Regions from separate parts of the Sus scrofa genome. Here region 2 is linked to region 1. A link is a contact called in public HiChIP or PLAC-seq data. All regions are on one chromosome and are shown on one strand. The core of a region is the stretch at or near the end of the contact, and the rest is flanking DNA. Distances in the headings are between cores, read along the strand shown. Region 1 holds the start of SCUBE2 (signal peptide, CUB and EGF-like domain-containing protein 2). Region 2 holds the start of RPL27A (60S ribosomal protein L27a).

Region 1 (4,564 bases), core at 1,108-3,607:
GGAGCCTTCGACACGGTCAGGGGGCGGCACGGAGGGACTGGCAGAGACACGGCTCTGAGAGAGGGAGCCCTTTGGCCTCGCAAGATGCCGAGCAGACGAACCTGACCGGGAACCTGAGCGGGACACGCCTCCCCGGAGGGGAGAGGAAGCTTTGCTCCTGGTGCACAAAGGAGACTGCAGACACGAGGATTCCTCACCCCACCAAAGGGGGGCCCGGGAGACGGAGGGAATGGGAGACGCGGGGCTGGGGACCGAGCTAGGCTGGGATCTGACCTTCTTTCGCCCGCAGGCCACCTGTGCGAGCGTGCCCACAAAGCCTTTCCCAATCCCTGCGCGCCTCCGTGTCCCCATCGGTCGAATGAGAGATGGGACTGGCTCAGAGCGCCCCGGAGAGCCCTGCCAGCTCCCACATCCACGGGTTCCATGCCCCCGAGCAGCCCCTCCTATGAGAGTCCAGCCTGTGGCCCGTTCTCAACCTCAGAGTTCCTGAGAGGGGGCCGACCCCCAGGGGCCCAGAGCACAAAACGGCCGAGTCCAGACTTGAGGATCTCAGACCTGGAGCCCCAAGGACTGAAAACATCCCTCTGCACACGTCTTTCCAGGGCAAACCTGCAGCTCCAAATGAGGCAGGTTCTTGGCGTCGGTCCAAAGCCTGGCAGGTCACAATGCCAAACTGGAAAAGTCATGGAAAGACAGCCGCCGGAGCCTCACGCGAGAGCAGGCCCTGGCACTCCAGCTCCGGAGTGAAAGTGCCAGCTGCCTCAGGGAGGCGCCAGGCCAGCCTTGCTCTGGTGGCATGGCTCTCCCGACCAACAAGGCTGCTGACCTTCTGCCCCCTAAGCTGAGTGACTCGGGACCAAAAGATACGAACGTGCCTTTCGTTGTTGTTGTTGCTTTTAGAAGCTAGACAAAAGGACAATGCAGAAGCAGATAAAACAGTATGACCAGCCCTCAGGAAGACCCGATGTTCCCTGTCTCTTAAGGATCTGAAATGCGCTGCAGGGAGGGGCTGATGTGCTGGGGGGGGGCAGAGCAGCACTTTCACCAACATGAGCGGCCAGTGCAAGAGCTAAGGAAGCTTCCGCCGCTGGCGCCCCTCTGCTGGTCCCCAAGTCACTTACCCTCACACCGCCTGCCCTCCCCCTGGTAGCCAGGCCCACAGGAGCACTTGTGGGAGGTGGGTGTGTTCTGACACAGGGCATTGGTGTGGCAATCGTCCACCCCCTGGGCATACCCGTCCACATCTGCAAAACAGCACGGCAGCTCCTGGTAGGGTGTCCTAAGCCCTGGGTGGCCTGGCCCTGACCCCTTCCTGGCAACACCAGCTAAACCGCTTGGGAGCTCCTGGGATGAGCCTCCAGGCCCGGTTTCCAGGCACACCCTGCGCCCTCTGCCCAGGGTGCCCTCTGCCTGGGATGCCCTCTACAATGGCCTTCAGGACTCTGCTCAGACCCACCTCACCTAGGAAGCCTGTCATGACCCGGGAGTGTCAGAAGGCGACCCCTAAGATGTGTCACATATCACACCACCACTTTTCCTGCCTGTCTCCTGGGCTAGACGGCGTCCCGGGACCACAGCGCGGATCTGAGTCCCTGCGGCCTAGGCCAGCGCCTGGCACGTGAGCAGGCGGGGCAAGGGCCCGGCGGGGGAGAGTTGGAGCGGGCACAAGCGCTCTGAGAACAGAGCCGCTCTGCCAGCTTCCTCCGGGTTGGGGTCTGAGGCAACCCTCTGGCTCTGGGCTGGCACACACCCCAGACGCGCCGGGCCCCGGGAGAAGCGCTTCCCGGGCTGAGAGCGCTCCGGGGGCTCCTTCAAAACAAAAGCGTTTTGAAAGTATTTTGATTCCAGTTTGGGTGCAGAACGGGGTCTCGGCCTGTCAAACAGCGGCTGTTGCGCAGGGAGAAAACTCCCCGGGGCGGACGCGAGGCCCGCGGGCCACCTCTGGGCCGCGATGCCGGGGGCGCAGCTGCCTGGACCTCGCGCGGGCCGCGGCCGAGCCCTCGGTTCCCCGCCTCCGCCCGCGGCCGCCCGGCCCGCTCCCCGCGCAGACCGCTAGCGCGCCGGGGGCACGGCCATCGGGGCCGGGGCCGAGGCCGGCCGTGTCCCCAGGCCCCGGGCCTCAAGCCCGTGCGGGGGCGCCGCCTCGGCCCGGCCTGCGGGAGAGCCCCGGGCGAGCAGGACACGCGGAACCCTGCCGCCGCCCCCGCCCCGCGCCAGGTGCGCCCCGCGGCGGGACACTCACCCTCCTCCGGCGGCCCGGGGCCGGCCGCCCGCAGCAGCAGCAGCAGCGGCAGCGACAGCAGCAGCGGCAGCAGCGCCCGCGCCGCGCCCCCGCGGCGGCGGCCTGCGCCCCCCATGGCCCGCGCGGCGGCCCGGAGAAGAGGCGGCGGCGGCGCGGAGAGGTGAGGGCGGCCTGCCGGCCCCCCGCCCCCGCCCCCGCTTCGCACGGACCTCCCCCGCGCCCTCCCGCCCCCGCTCGGCCGAGGGGCGCGGCCGCGGGGCCCGGGCGGGGGCGGGCTCGCCGGGTGCCCCGGGCCCTCGCGCAGGCCCCGCAGCCTGCCGCGCCCCGGGCCCTCGCCCAACCTGTGCGGGGTCCTCCGGCTTGGCCCGGCTCCTCTCGGGAGGACAAACGGCGCTTCTGGCCTGAAGTAGGCGGACACGGGGAGCCCAGCAAGTGTCCTAGAGTCCCCAGATCCCAAAGCCACCTGCAAGGCTTACCTGCCTTTAGTGTGGATGGAATGAGAGCGACCGCAGACTTCAGAGTTGCTTCTCTGCTCCCCTGGCACACCCTGTCTGCCCCTTCCCCATCCTGCCCATCCCAGGCCCCCTTGCACCCCCTGCCCCCCAGTCCTCCCAGGACGGCAGTCCTCTTGTCCTAGCCTGGGGTTCGATGTCTCTTCAGAGCAGCCTAAAAGGCGAAGGGAAAGGAAGCGGGAGGTCGAGGGTGAGGCACCAGGGACAGGAGACCACCCCACTTTGCCTGGGGCACAGGTGGCACAGGTGGCACCAGCTGGACTTGTAAACCTCAGGTCAGCCCAGCTGCAGATACCGGCAGCCACCTGGGTCTGCGAGCAAGGCACCTTTACAAGGAAACACACCTACACAGGGGCACAGGTGACCAGAGCCGCCCCCCCAACCCCCAGCATCAGCCTCTCCCCAGGTAGCAGCAATTCCAAGGTGCGACAATCCACCGTACTCAGGGGTTTGCCTGTGCTTTGAGCTTCTCTGCATTTATTAAATTTTCCCTATGACTAGGTACATCCATACAGGTGTGTGTGTGTGTGTGTATACATTCCTTTGATAATCAGAAAAAAATAAACATCACAAAAAATCCCCACCGAGCTCAGGCACAAAACCTTATCTTCCTGGGGTCCACCGCCCTCCCCGGGCCCCCAGCCCCCTGCCCTCTCCGCTGCTGCCCCGCGGGGCTGGGACTGCCTCTTCGGGTCTTCATTGCTAGCGCCGCTGCTGTCTGCTGGAGAATCTGAGAAAATAAGAACTTTGCTGTGGTTGGTTTGTTTTTGTTTTTGTTTTGACCTCTTCATCCCCAGCGAAGGCAGGCAGGTTTTTTCTTTCCCTCCTCACTCTCGCCCCCTTTTGTTTGGTGCCAAGAGACACTCAGCTATTTCTAGTCCTAAGGGTGGTTTTACACATTTGTAAATCTTCACTAGGTGAACGGTTCTCTCCGTCTTTGTCTTTGTGTCCCTAACAGTGGCCATAAATTACCACCTTCTTTTCTCTCCGCTGCATTAAGCGTCATTGCTTTTGAAATGATCAAAGTTATTTTCCTTTAAAATCCAACCCAAAAGTGCCCACTGTGTGGCACAGACCATTTTGGCTCCAGTCAAAGCATCTAAATACACAAGGCTGCCCAGTCACCTCTCTAGGCGTCTTCTCCAGCCCCTTGTGCCGGGCAAGAAACCAGACACGCTATTCTTTGCCTTCACTGGTCCCCCGAGCTTATATTTTAGTAAGGATACAAAGTAGTTCTAAGACCCAATGTTTTTTTGCCTAAGAGAGTCAGTTTTTGTTGTGTTTCCTGGAAACGTTTACAGCTGGCACAGATCTCCAAAAATGTTCGGAATCCTATTTTGTTTGCCCTAACTTCCATACAGATGTGCTTTCAGCGGGTCAGCTCCTGGATTCCTGCGCAAACCTTTCTGACGCTTCCAATCAGTCAAGATGGTTAATAACTGGGAATTTCCATGGAGGGCTCCAGGGGAAATCTGTGCTCCAACGTCAGGGACCCGCTGCAGGAGGGGCTTGGCGGGCCCAGGGCCAGCGGCTGTCCGCCCTCTATTGTCCCCCTGAGGTCCCCGCATGGTTCCTGAACCTCCCTCTTCCCGCCCCAGGCTGAGAGGCCATGAACCAGACCGGAGGGGACAGGCAGCCCAGCCTGGCCGTCGCACTGGTGGGGGCCTGGGGCCCCAGGAAGACGGCGGAAGCGGAAACCACGTGCAGCTCAGGAGGACTCTGCGTTCGCTGCCCACCTCTCAGTGCCCCACTTTTTCGACTCTTCAGCAGCCTCTGGAAACTCCCTTTAGAAATGCTCTCTCCCTTGGCT
Region 2 (4,564 bases), core at 695-3,194, 320 kb before region 1:
CCTGACTCCCTGGGGGCGCCCAGAGGGCTGAGATGCCACAGGCACACCCTCTACTTCAGAAGAGGTGTCACTGAGAGCGCGGCCCTCGGAGGTGCCGTCCAGGACCACAGCAGGCAGGACGGGTCACCCGGAGCCTCACGGCGGCCCCTGCTCGCCTCTGCAGAGGGAGGACCCGCTTCGCTTGCTCGCCCGCCCGCTCAGAGCCGCTGACGGCGGGAAGCCGACCGCCCCGACCAGGCCCACGGAGCCTCGCTCCCAGCCACGTGGCTGCCCAGTGAAGCAGAGGGGCTGCGCGGAAAGCCGGGGCAGAGAGCCGTCCAGGGCGCTTCCCTGGCCCGAGGTCAAGCCGCCGAGGAGACGAAGGTCAAGCGAGCCCAGAACCCGACGCGGGGCGCTGGTCGGCAGAGGACGGGCCCGCGCGCCGAGAAGCCAGCCGGCCGACGCCCCTGCGGCAGAGCCCCGGCCCCCGGCCCCTGCAGCCCTGGTCCTGGCTGCAGCCCCTCCGTGCTGGACACCGGGGGTGACCTTTCCTTGCCCACGCTCTGCCCGGCTCACCTCCTCGGGGCCGTGTCCAGGGAGCTCCGCTCACCGCTCGCGCACGCACGGGCCGCTCCTGATGCCGGATGGAGGGTGACCTCTTCTCAGGCCTTGCCCCCGACGCCCCAGGCCCCTCTTTCTGCTGGCGACAGGCAGCATGGGACGAAGGGCTCCAGGCCCGATGAAGGCCCCAGCACTGTGAGGTCAGAGGGCGTGTGGTCACTGAGGAAAGGGCAGGAGACCTGGAGGGACAGAGACCAGGCCCGGCTCTGTCTCAGCAGCCCTGGCGCCTGGCAGCCAGGCAACCTGCTGGGCCTCGGTGCCCTGCACCCGGGGCTGGGGGTGCGGACCCCTGAGGCACATGCACTCTGGAAACTGCAGCCTGTGTTCGGCTATTATAGCTGGGCACTGGGAGGGGATAAGGTGGGTCTCTGAAGAAGGAGAGGAAGCTTCAGGACCTCCGGTCAGGAGGGGGAGTATAGCTGGCATGAGAAACAGGACCTCACAGGAGGAAGGGCAGCAGGGATGGCTCAAGTTTGGCTGCAGTAGAAAACCTGTGTCGGAAAGTGGAGGGGAGTCTGCGCTGTTCTCTGGGGCCAGCTGGGGCTCCTGAACTTGTTGATGAAGTAAGTGAAAGCATGAGAGTCGTGGCTGGGGAAGATGAACCTGGCAGAGGCGTGAAGGACGGAGGGGCTGGAGGGGGGAGTGCAGGCAGGGTGATCACAGGAGGGCGCTGAACCCCAGAGAAGCGATGTGAGAAGGGCCTTCACGAAGGAGTGCCAGGAGGGCTAAAAAAGGACTTGGTGACAGCGTGTCAGAGAAAAGGATGCTCAGGATAATTTTTTCCGTCTCCCTGACATCCCTCGGAATGTCGGAGGGAAACTAGCCCGTAATTAAGTGAATACGACTGTGGAGTCAGCAACACAGATGAAGACGGAAGCCACCCAAGATGAGCTCGCCGGAGAGACGGCATCCTACGAAACCTTAACAGGGGCAAGCACAGACGGCTGAAGAATACCAACAGTTAAACGGTGGACAAAGGCAGAAGAACCTGAAAGGAAGACTGGTAGGAAGAATGCAAGAGGTGCTCTAGAAAAAGAAGTCAAATGGGTTAAGACAGAGTACAAGTGCTATGGAGAAGAGTCCATGCAGTTTGGAGTTTGGTTAATTGATGACTTTGGTAGGAGCACTTTAATTACAATAATGGGACTGAGGGCTAGACTGTGATGGATTAAAGGATGAACAGGAAACTAGCAAATGCACAGGATTTGTTGACTGCTCTTTGGGTGAACTTGGCTGAAAAGGAAGGAGCAAGGGTAGGAAAGAGAGACAGGGAGAATTTAGGATATTTTAGCTAAGCAGTATTTTAGCTTTACAGAACATGGCACAGAAACCACACACACACACACAGACTAACTGATGGACTGTGATCCTGAACACTGGTTGAGACTTAACACGGGAAGGGTGCCCCCTCCACTTTAGTTAACGATCATTTGTTGAACATGTACTACATGCCGGGAGCTGGGAGTACATGGATAAAAAGAAAATAATCCTCCAGTCTTTGAGGAGTTTGGTCCAGCAGGAAAGACAAACGCAGATCAAGATTCTCTAAGAGCCACGCCCTAGATTTTTGAGGAGGCCCAGTGGGGGCATGTGAGCAACCGTGACCGGATGGGTCAGTTTTCCAAGAGGGGACGCTCACTTTGGGTCCAGACTGAGCGGGGGTTCTCTGTCCAGAAGAGGAGGGGCTCACAGGCGCGCCCAGTAGGTGCCAGTGAAAATTACAAGAGAGCGGCGGAAAATCTACAGGGTCTGGAGAGTACAGGACCTTAACGCGAGCAAGCGCAGAGGTCCCTGAACTGAGGCTGTTCAAAGCGAGGACAAGGCCAGGACCAGGCACAAGGGCGAAGGAGCGAGGAAGACCGAGAGCGTGGGCGCGCAGGCCCGGGAAGGTGGGCGAGACATCAAAAACGGAGCCTAAAAGGACCAGAGCGAGGCTAACGAACCCGACTGGCGTCCGTGAGGACGCGGGTTCGGCCCTGGGCCCGCTCAGCGGGTTAAAGGCCGGCCTTGCTGCGGCCGTGGTGCAGGCTGGCGGCCACAGCTCCGACTACCCCTGACCTGGGACGCTCCATACGCCGCGGGGTGAGGACCCGGTGGGCACCGAAGGCCAAAAGTGGCTCCTCACGCGGCCAGGGGACAAGCCAAGCGGCCGCTACGCCCGGCCCGAGCCAGCCACCAAAACCAGAGCGAGACCCGCGGGACTGCTCAGGGCTGCGGCGGTCGGCGGGGAGCTGAGACCGGCGGCCCCGGCGGCTTTCCCGCCCGCGGCGCGCACCGCAGCCCTCAAGCCCCGCCCCCGGCGGCAGAGCTCAGCCTGCGAGCGCCAGCGCACTCACTGCACCGCGCAGGGCTCCCGGCCCCGCCGCCGCCCCCGGAACAGCTCTGCGATGGCGAGCTCAACCCCCGGATGCGAAAACGGCAAGACCTGTAATCGCGCGAGATCCGCGCCCTCGCAGGCCCCGCCCCCCGAGCCGGAAGTGAGGCGTGGGCTCCGCCCCTGGGCCCGATAGCTCGCGAGACTTTGCCGAGGCCTTCCTCTTGCGTCGCGGCCGCCGACATGGTAGGTGATTGTCCTGGTCCGCCCGTGTGGTTGCTACCCTAGGCCGCGAGCTTTGCTCACCTGCTCCCCCAGCCACCTGCTCCCGCCTTTGGCCTCATCCTCCAGGCCGCTCACGTCCGGCCGCCGGCCGGGGCGGCCGGGACGGGGCGGGGAGCCTGGGGCCGCGTGTTCTTCCCGGAGTCCGGATTCCTGAGACACGCGGACCCGGGCGCCTCCCTGATGAGAACCAGGCGGTGATCAGCCTGGTTCAGCTTCGCTGAAGGCGCCGCAGAGCAGACCCCCGCCCCAGCCCCTTCCCAGGCTGGCAAGCGTGGCCCCCGCCCCACCTCCCAGGGCCTCACCCCGGGCACCTTTTCCCACACAGCCGTCCAGACTAAGGAAGACCCGGAAACTCCGCGGCCACGTGAGCCACGGCCACGGCCGCATCGGTAAGTGCCGGTTTCCCGTCCTGGCCGGCCTCGGGCTGTCCCCGGCAGATGAGCTTAGAGAGGTGGGTGAAGCTTTGTGCGGTGGAGCCCGTCGAACTTGATCGTTAGCCGTTGGCCTTTTCTCTGAAAACCCTCCGCTTTGAGAGGATTTGATATCATTTGGGGGCCTGCAGATTGAGCGGGGCTCAGTCTTGAATTGGTTGAAGGCCAGTTATTACCGCGTTAGTGTTGCGACGGGAAGCCTTGCTTCGCAGTGTTTAGCCTGGAGCCTAGAGGGATAGTGTTGCCGGTTGCTAACAGCCTAAGCAAAGGCACAGAAGCACGGGCGCGCTTTTGCAAGCGCTCGGAGGAGACCGTTGGCCATGTAGCTGTGTGCTCCTGCAGGCAAACACCGGAAGCACCCAGGAGGCCGGGGCAATGCGGGTGGCATGCATCACCACAGGATCAACTTCGACAAATAGTGAGTGTTGTCAGCGTGTGCTTTCACGGTACTGAAAACCGCGGGTGTCGGGGCAGAGGGTGGCTGGGAACGTCTCTGATGGGAAGCAAGCTTTTGACTACTTGCAAAACTTGCTTGTTGTTGGCTTTTTGTCCTGTGGACATTTCATGGGAACTGAGAGCTCGAGGCTAGAGTCACGCTTGGGTATCCGCTGTTGCCTCAGTGTGCTAGAGTCCTCGAAGAGTAACCGCTGAGCTTATTCACTGGCTGCGCCCCCTGTGGCATAGCCAGTCACCAGGTTAGTGACATGCATTGAATTGACTTACACAACTGTTAGATCCACGTAGGCCTGCAAGTTAATGGGATAGTGTTTGCCCTATTTGTTTGGGGACCTCTGTTACAGAAGTGTGTGATGTACCTACTATGGTACTCTTTTCGCATCATTGAACAACCTACGCTGTTTGTGGTTATGTGCGGAGATGACCCATAAAGATGGTGAACATAGCTTTTTAATGAGAGTGAGGTTGTGAAAATGGT

Evidence for each region. HiChIP or PLAC-seq counts read pairs in DNA pulled down with a chosen protein or histone mark.
Region 2: a contact with region 1 is called in an H3K27ac HiChIP or PLAC-seq map of skeletal muscle, with 2.4 times the contacts expected there. The contact joins the promoter of RPL27A here to the promoter of SCUBE2 in region 1. A contact is called at or near these places in 1 of 47 Hi-C or Micro-C datasets (embryonic fibroblasts) and 1 of 2 datasets of contacts at active chromatin or transcription factors (skeletal muscle).

Annotation. Positions count from the first base shown.
Region 1 is chr9:387,599-392,162 of Sscrofa11.1, reverse strand. SCUBE2 (signal peptide, CUB and EGF-like domain-containing protein 2) reads right to left here and starts at 2,357. Exons shown (of 21, transcript XM_021062256.1): 1 at 2,243-2,357; 2 at 1,122-1,244. The coding sequence starts at 2,357.
Region 2 is chr9:709,790-714,353 of Sscrofa11.1, reverse strand. It overlaps RPL27A (60S ribosomal protein L27a), which reads left to right and starts at 1,944. Exons shown (of 5, transcript XM_003482496.4): 1 at 1,944-3,160; 2 at 3,525-3,588; 3 at 3,973-4,048. The coding sequence starts at 3,158. It overlaps TRIM66 (tripartite motif-containing protein 66), which reads right to left and starts at 2,783. Exons shown (of 23, transcript XM_021062260.1): 1 at 2,659-2,783; 2 at 556-779. The coding sequence starts at 2,672.